Linked DNA regions of Mus musculus: region 2 is linked to region 1. The links are chromatin contacts, called in public Hi-C maps. All regions are on one chromosome and are shown on one strand. Each heading gives the region's core, a stretch centred on a gene start, on an enhancer-like site or on the middle of the called end of the contact. The rest is flanking DNA. Distances are from core to core; before and after follow the strand shown. Region 1 holds the start of Bnipl (BCL2/adenovirus E1B 19kD interacting protein like). Region 2 overlaps Prpf3 (pre-mRNA processing factor 3).

Region 1 (3,507 bases), core at 444-2,943:
AAGTCAGCCTAGTCTACAAATGAGTTCCAGGCCAGCCAGGGCTACACAGAAAAACACTGTTTCAAACAAATAAACAAACCAACCAACGAATAAATGAACAAAACCCACCGAGCACCAACAATAAAAAAATTAAAATTTAAAGGCGATAATAGCTGTGCATTTTGAGAAAGGGATGTAACCTAGGGTAAGTGGAAAGGGAGAAAGTTGGGTACAAAGAGACAGAATACACAGCGACACCCTCGCCTTAACAACAGTGCCAGAAGTCAACTCAAACCCCAGGTCTAGTTTCCACCTTCCTTTCCCTACCTGCCTGTGAGCCTCTCTGAGGGTCTTCAGGGTCTCCAGGTGAGCCAGGTTCCTCAGGAAGCAATCTAGAGGGGAGGGAATGAACAGGGCTTTAAACACAGACCCCAGCCAGCTGCCTTGTCATCCTTCCCTCTCCACCATGCTTCTTTCTTTTCTTGCCCTAATTTCCCATAAATTTGTTTGGTTTTAGGTCTGTGGGTGCATTTTGTCTACATGTTGATCTGTGCACCACACATGTGCCTGGTGCTCTTGGAGCTCAGAAGAAGGTGTCAGATCCCCTGGGACTGGAGCAAAGGATGACAGAGAGGCACCACGTGGTCTCCGAGACTCAAACCTGGGGGCGAGCAGCTCTCAGCCTCACCTAGGAAACTCTTCATCTTGCCACTCCTCTCTTAGCTCCAGCTCTCCAAGTTTCATGGTTGCTCCTGGTTCTGAGGCTCCTGCCTTCTCCTTAGCCCTGAGAGTCAGTGGCCCAGAAGAAAAGACCATGAATCAACCTAGACAGTATCCTAAGGGAGCCAGACATCAGGTGGAAGCCACTGGTGTGAAGAACATGGCAAGGAGGCCCCGTCTATGTGTACAGGCGTTTTCCCTTCCCACTTGACAGAGCAGCTCATCTGCTGCTCAGCTTAGCAGAGGGGATGGCCTAGCAAGCTAATCCACTTGATGGTAGTGGCTTCACCTACAGTGTAGGAGTGAAAGGCGTCCCATATCCCGACTGGCTGGAACCCAGACAGACCTGCCCAGTTAACCCTGGGAAAAGCAGTAGCAGATGGCACCTCGTCAGCCCAGCCTTTCCCCTGCTGTGCTTGGAAACTATGGGACAGGTACAAGGATGGAGGGAAAAAAGGAGATACTCACTGGGAAGCAGAACCAGGGTGTACATTTGGTTCTGGGCCAGGTTTCCTAATGGCTATTGTAGAGGATGGGAGTTATAGGAGAGAGGGGGAGGGGGAGGGAGAATGGATCTATTACACATAAGATAGAAACTTTTCTTTAAACTGTGGAGTTGGTTCCATACTGTATTCGTTTCCTGTCCCAAAACCACTCGGTCCCTTCTCTGCTAACTTCTCCCCATGTTCTTCTTTGAGGAAGCCAGGAAGGCCTGGCTGGCAGGGAACGCCCTCTCTGGCTCCAGTCAGGCCAAGGTCTCACTTACCCTCCTTCTAACGTCTCTCTTCCTGTTTCTTGCCTGGTCCCCATCTTCCCAGGTCGTCCTGTGTCCTGTGGGACTTGAGGAGGATAGGAGGCTGTGGCCCCAGCCCCCAAACTCTTTACTTTCCTGTGTCAGCTGCTGCTTTTGCTCTAAGGAGGCAGGAGGTGTGGAAGGGAGGTAACCTCATCTTCAAACAGGTTTTGCCACCTCCCCTCCCAAGGAGCAGGTTTGCCCCAAAGCCCAGCCTCTTGTGTGGGGGCGGGCTTTCAGGTGAAGAGTGAGTGAGAGCTCTGGTCTCCATTCCAGATTCTTTATAACCTGGGAGCCCTTTGTTTTGCCCGCTAAGGAGTGAGGGGAGGTGTGTGTGTGTGTGTGTGTGTGTGTATGTGTGCATTCCTGTAGAAGCCTGAAGCTGGCATTGGATATCTTCCTCCATCTGCTGAGGCAGGGTCTCTCAATTGAACCCAGAGCTCACTGATTCTACTAGCTTTAGCTCCCCAGACTAATTCTAGGGATTCCCCTGACCAGAGAGTGCTGGGCTTGCCCAGCCTTTGTGTGTCCTGGAAATTCAAAGTTGGGTCCTCTTGTTTGGATGAGTGTCTTATGCACCTAGCCAGCTCCTCAACCTTCTATTTTTCTAAGTGCCTTAAGCTTTAGAACAGTCTGATGTGGAATGGATGGTCACATGACCTTTCTGCCTCAGGTCCTACAGGGAGCTAGGTTTTACTTATTTTTAGACTACTATTTATTGTGTGTGTATGAGTACGTATGTGCACCCACGCATGTGCAAGGACGTCAGGGAGGGTGTTCTTCCCTCTATCACTTTGCTGGATCCTGGATCTTGCACTGCTTAGACTGGAAGCCCACCAGCCATCTTCCTGTCAGCTCTGCTTGGAGGCGGAGTATAGGCTTCTGTAAAGTGGCATCCTGTTACACGAGTGCTGGGATCTGAACTCGTTTTCAAGACTGAGGAGAACACAGTTTTAGCTGCTGACCCACCACCTCTCTAGAACTTGGAGCTTAAAACAATTAAAAAAAAATTTAATGTGCATAGGTGTATTGCCTACATATCTGTCTGTGCACCAGGTGTGTGACTGGTGCCCTTGGAGGATAGAAAGTTTCAGATTTCCTGGGCTGGAGTTACTAGGAGCTGTGAGCCCTGTGGGTGTTGGGAAATAACAGTGGGACCTCTGGAAGAGCAGCCAGTGCTCTTAACCACTGAGCCATCTCCCCAGCTCTTAACATTTTTATAAATTATGTTTTATTTTTGAGTGTGTGGGTATGTGGCACCTTGTGAGAATTGGTACTGTCCTTTTACCATGTAGGTGCAAAGAATCAACTTCAGATGGTCATCTTAGCCCTGCCTGCCTCTGCCCATACTATCTCATGGACCTAGCTCCTACCTTTTAAAAGTAGGTCCTGGTGAGGGCCTGTAATCTCAGCTTCTCAGGAGGCTGAGGTAGGAATGCAAGTTCAAAGCCAGCCTGGGCAACTTAGTGAGACCCTGTCTTTAAATAGAAAGTTAAATATATCTGGGGGTGCTGGGCATGGTGGCGCACGCCTTTAATCCCAGCACTTGGGAAGCAGAGGCAGGTGGATTTCTGAATTTGAGGCCAGCCTGGTCTACAGAGTGAGTTCTAGGACAACCAGGGCTATACAGAGAAATGCTGTCTCAAAAAAAACAAAACAAAACAAAACAAACAAACAAACAAAAAAAAAACCCAAACAAAAAACAGCTGGAGGTCGGGGGTGGGTCAATGCCTTTAATCCCAGCACTCAGAAGGCAGAGGCAGGTAGATCTCTGAGTTCAAGGTCAGCCTGGTCTATACATCAAGTTCCAGGACAGCCAGGACTATGCAGAAAAACTGTGTCTCAAAATAAAGTAAAAAATGTGCTAGAGATGAAAAACACTCAGTGGTAGAACACCATGTACAAGGCCCTGGGTACCATCCCCAGAACCACACACACACACAGGCAAAGCTAAGGAACTATTTTGGTTTAAGTCCATCTTGGACCTACTTTTCTAGCATAAGGAAAACAGAGAA
Region 2 (3,507 bases), core at 663-3,162, 590 kb after region 1:
ACCCACCTTGGGTGGCTGACAAGCAAGCCCCTGTAGCTCCAGCTTCTGATCACCAAGGGCATCTGTAGACACACACACACACACACACACACACACACACACACACACACACCCCAGACACATACAGATTCTTAGTAATAAACCTTTGCTGGAACCTCACTCTAATTCCACCAATGGGCTTGATAGTAAAATAAAACTTAAAAAAAAGAAATCCCTATACTTTTAAAGCATGTTTGTTTAAAAAAAAAAATCCTCATATTCCTCTGACAAATACTTATGGCAGCTACATAAAATCTGATTAAGTCTAGTTCCTATTTTTAATTTGTATTAGAGGCTGAATGTCCCTAATCTAAAAACCTAAGATCGCCAATACTACAAAATCCAAAATGATTCTTTGAATAGGACCTCATGTATCTCAGGCTGGCTGGAATTCAGTATTTGAATTCAGTAGATGAGGATGACCTTGCACTTCTAATATCCCAGTCTCCCTTCAACCCCCCCACACACCTCCCTCTCCCCCTCTCAAGATTTATTTATTATTATACATAAGTACACTGTAGCTGACTTCAGACACACCAGAAGAGGGCATCAGATCTCATTACGAGTGGTTGTGAGTCACCATGCTGGGATTTGAACTCAGGCCTTCAGGAGAGGAGTCAGTGCTCTTACCAATTGAGCCACTTAGCCATCCCCAATCCCCCCATCTCTTTTCGAGAGCTGACATTAAAAGTGTATGGCACCATACTTGGATTATGTAGGGCTGAGATCCAACCTAGGAGTTAATGCATGCTAGACAAGCATTCTACCAACTGAGTTATATTCCCAGTTTCAGAAACCCTGGAAGCCTTTTAAACTTGACTTGTTTTGTATGTGTGGTGTGCAGACACGCATGCATATCCACATGTATGTACCTGTGTGTATGTAGACCAGAGGCTAATTGGAGTCTTCCTTGACTGTTGTCCACTTTGTACACTGAGGCAGGATGCTTGTTCTAGGGATTGTCTGTCTCTCACATCTGTGTAGCAAGTGCTTTACCCAATGAGCCACCCCTATCTCTTGAAATTAAAACTTTTTGATGATTACATTTTCAAATTCCCACATGAGAAATGCTCAAATGCTATGAAAATGTCTAAAAGACTGAAAAAGCAGCATCTGAAAAACTTTTGTCCCAAGCATTTAAGACAAAGGATGTCCGACCGTTATTTCAAGGTCTCGATATATTCTTCTGTACTTACTGGAACTATGGCCAAGTGAATGTCACTATGGTACTATCTCAGTTCATCCTGAGGGAAAGTATTAAAATCCTTTAAGATCTATTTATCTCTCTTCTGTTTGTTTGTTTAAAACAGGTTTTATGCACCCCAAGTTGGCTTCAAACTTAGAAGTGATTTATCTACATCAACTTCCTGATACTAGGATTATAAGAGCATCATCATTATGCCCTGCCAGTAAGCATGTACCCTGTAAAGAAGGCATTCAGCTGTTCTATGGAAAAATTCTTCAAGTTCTAAGTGACTAACTGAAGGCACTCACCTACGGAAACCAGACCCACAACTACAACCTTTGCTGTCTTTATCTTAAAGTACATATGGTAATCAAGTAAGCAAAAATGTTCTCCTTTTGAGATAGATAAGAGTCTTCATTTGTATCCCATGCTTACATCGAATCACAATTCCCCACAATGCTGGGGTCACAGACCCAATCAGCTAAACCACCTATCTCTTTTAACCAAACTAACAGACTTAACTATAAAAAAAAAATCAATAAAATAAAAAAGGGGGAAAGAAGACTGAATAAAGTCAAAGATCACAAATGGGGCCAGCAACATGTGACTCACATACATACACATGGGGTGACCATTGCTAGAATTTTACTAAGAAATCCCAAGTGATTTGGGGAAGTGAAAGAATGCGCACATCTCCCATTTATCAGTGTCTCAGGCTAGAGACCTTTGCATTTCTAACAGACTCCTCACTCCACAACCCTTACCCTACCCAGACACAGGAACAAATAGGCTTATATTCCATAACAAGTAACCTAAATAATATAGTAGTGCCTATGTTGGGCACCCAAAGAGTTAGCTAGATTTTGTTGCTTTAATGCTAAGAATGCTAAAGGAAGCCAGGACATGAAAACAACCAAAACAGATGGGAGGAGGGGGACAAGGTGGGCACATCTCTAATCCCAGTACTCAGGAGGCAGAGGCAGGAGGATCTCTAAAAATTCCTGACAATCATGGTCTACATAGTGAGACCCATTCTCAAAATAAACAAATAATATACCAAAATAAATAAAAAGTTCAGCTTGTAATACCCACAAATTAATATCAATGTCTCTCAGTAGCCACTAGCCAGCTCTGCCATTTTACTTAACTAAAATTTAAAATACAAGGGGACTGCAAAGGTGGCCAGAGAACATTGGCTGCTCTTCCAGAGGACCAAGGTTCAATTCCCAGCACCCATATGGCAGCTCATAACTGTTTACAACTGCAGTTCTAGGGAATCCAACACATAGATAATACATGCAGGCAAAACACCAATGCAAATAAAAAATAAATCATTTAAAAAAAATCACGCCGGGTGTGGTGGCGCACGCCTTTAGTCCCAGCACTCGGGAGGCAGAGGCAGGCGGATTTCTGAGTTCGAGGCCAGCCTGGTCTACAAAGTGAGTTCCAGGACAGCCAGGGCTACACAGAGAAACCCTGTCTCGAAAAAACAAAAAAACAAAAACAAACAAACAAAAAAATCACCTGTGGCTATAGGTTGGAAAGCACAGACAGAAAGCTCATGCATTCTGTGGCTAATGCTGCGTGATCTAGAACCTTAGTTGGATAATCTGTACATTACCTGGAGGATTAAGCTGGGCTGGATGTTCAACAAGATTTGTGATTCCAAAATAATCTTCTCTCTTGGGATTTTCCTCTGTACTAAAATTGGAGGAAGAAGAGAAAACAAGATATGTGGGTAGAGATGATATAAAAAATAGCCTAGACAACAAACAACCAAACAGAATAGTTTAGAAACATAATGAAAAAATATCCATTTTCTATCTGTTCTACTATATTATGTACTACCTATATCATTTACTTAGGTTACACATAACTTTCCAAACAAGAAGTCTCATGAAACTTGCACATGTTGGGGCTGGTGAGATGACATGGTAGTTAAGAGCACTGGCTGTTCTTCCAGAGGATTCAGGTTCAATTTCCAGCAATCACATGGCAGCTCACAGCTGTCTCTAACTCCAGTTCTAGGAGACCCACCATCCTCATTCAGACATACATACAAACCACCAATGTTGCACATCTTTATACCAGTCATTCTCAATCTTAATCTCAGCTTCGATATCCCTGACAGGCAGCCTATTTTCTTTTTTTGATAAATTTTCATTTTATGTGCACTGGTGCTTTGCCTGCATGTATGTCTGTGTACAGGCGCCAGATCCCGCCTCACACAGATCCCCAGAACTGGAGTTAAAAACAATTGATAGCTGCCATGTGTGTGCTGG

What was found. A called contact is a pair of places that touch in the nucleus more often than the background predicts.
Region 2: a contact with region 1 is called in a Hi-C map of bone marrow-derived macrophages, with 14 read pairs. The contact joins the enhancer-like site here to the promoter of Bnipl in region 1. A contact is called at or near these places in 4 of 39 promoter capture datasets (the C10 cell line, hippocampal neurons, liver and 1 more), 1 of 484 Hi-C or Micro-C datasets (bone marrow-derived macrophages) and 4 of 9 other capture datasets (adipose tissue, liver, macrophages and 1 more).

Annotation. Positions count from the first base shown.
Region 1 is chr3:95,249,500-95,253,006 of GRCm38.p6, forward strand. It overlaps Bnipl (BCL2/adenovirus E1B 19kD interacting protein like), which reads right to left and starts at 1,694. Exons shown (of 10, transcript NM_134253.2): 1 at 1,466-1,694; 2 at 668-763; 3 at 307-371. The coding sequence starts at 1,509.
Region 2 is chr3:95,837,824-95,841,330 of GRCm38.p6, forward strand. Prpf3 (pre-mRNA processing factor 3) reads right to left here. Exons shown (of 16, transcript NM_001316751.2): 9 at 2,847-2,926. Among named protein-coding and RNA genes, the nearest start is that of Prpf3, 16 kb to the right of the region's middle. Within about 2 kb of position 1,913, at least 5 of the 459 cell types and tissues checked have an H3K27ac peak or open chromatin away from gene starts, as enhancers often do. A contact at or near this core is called in bone marrow-derived macrophages, where this site is marked.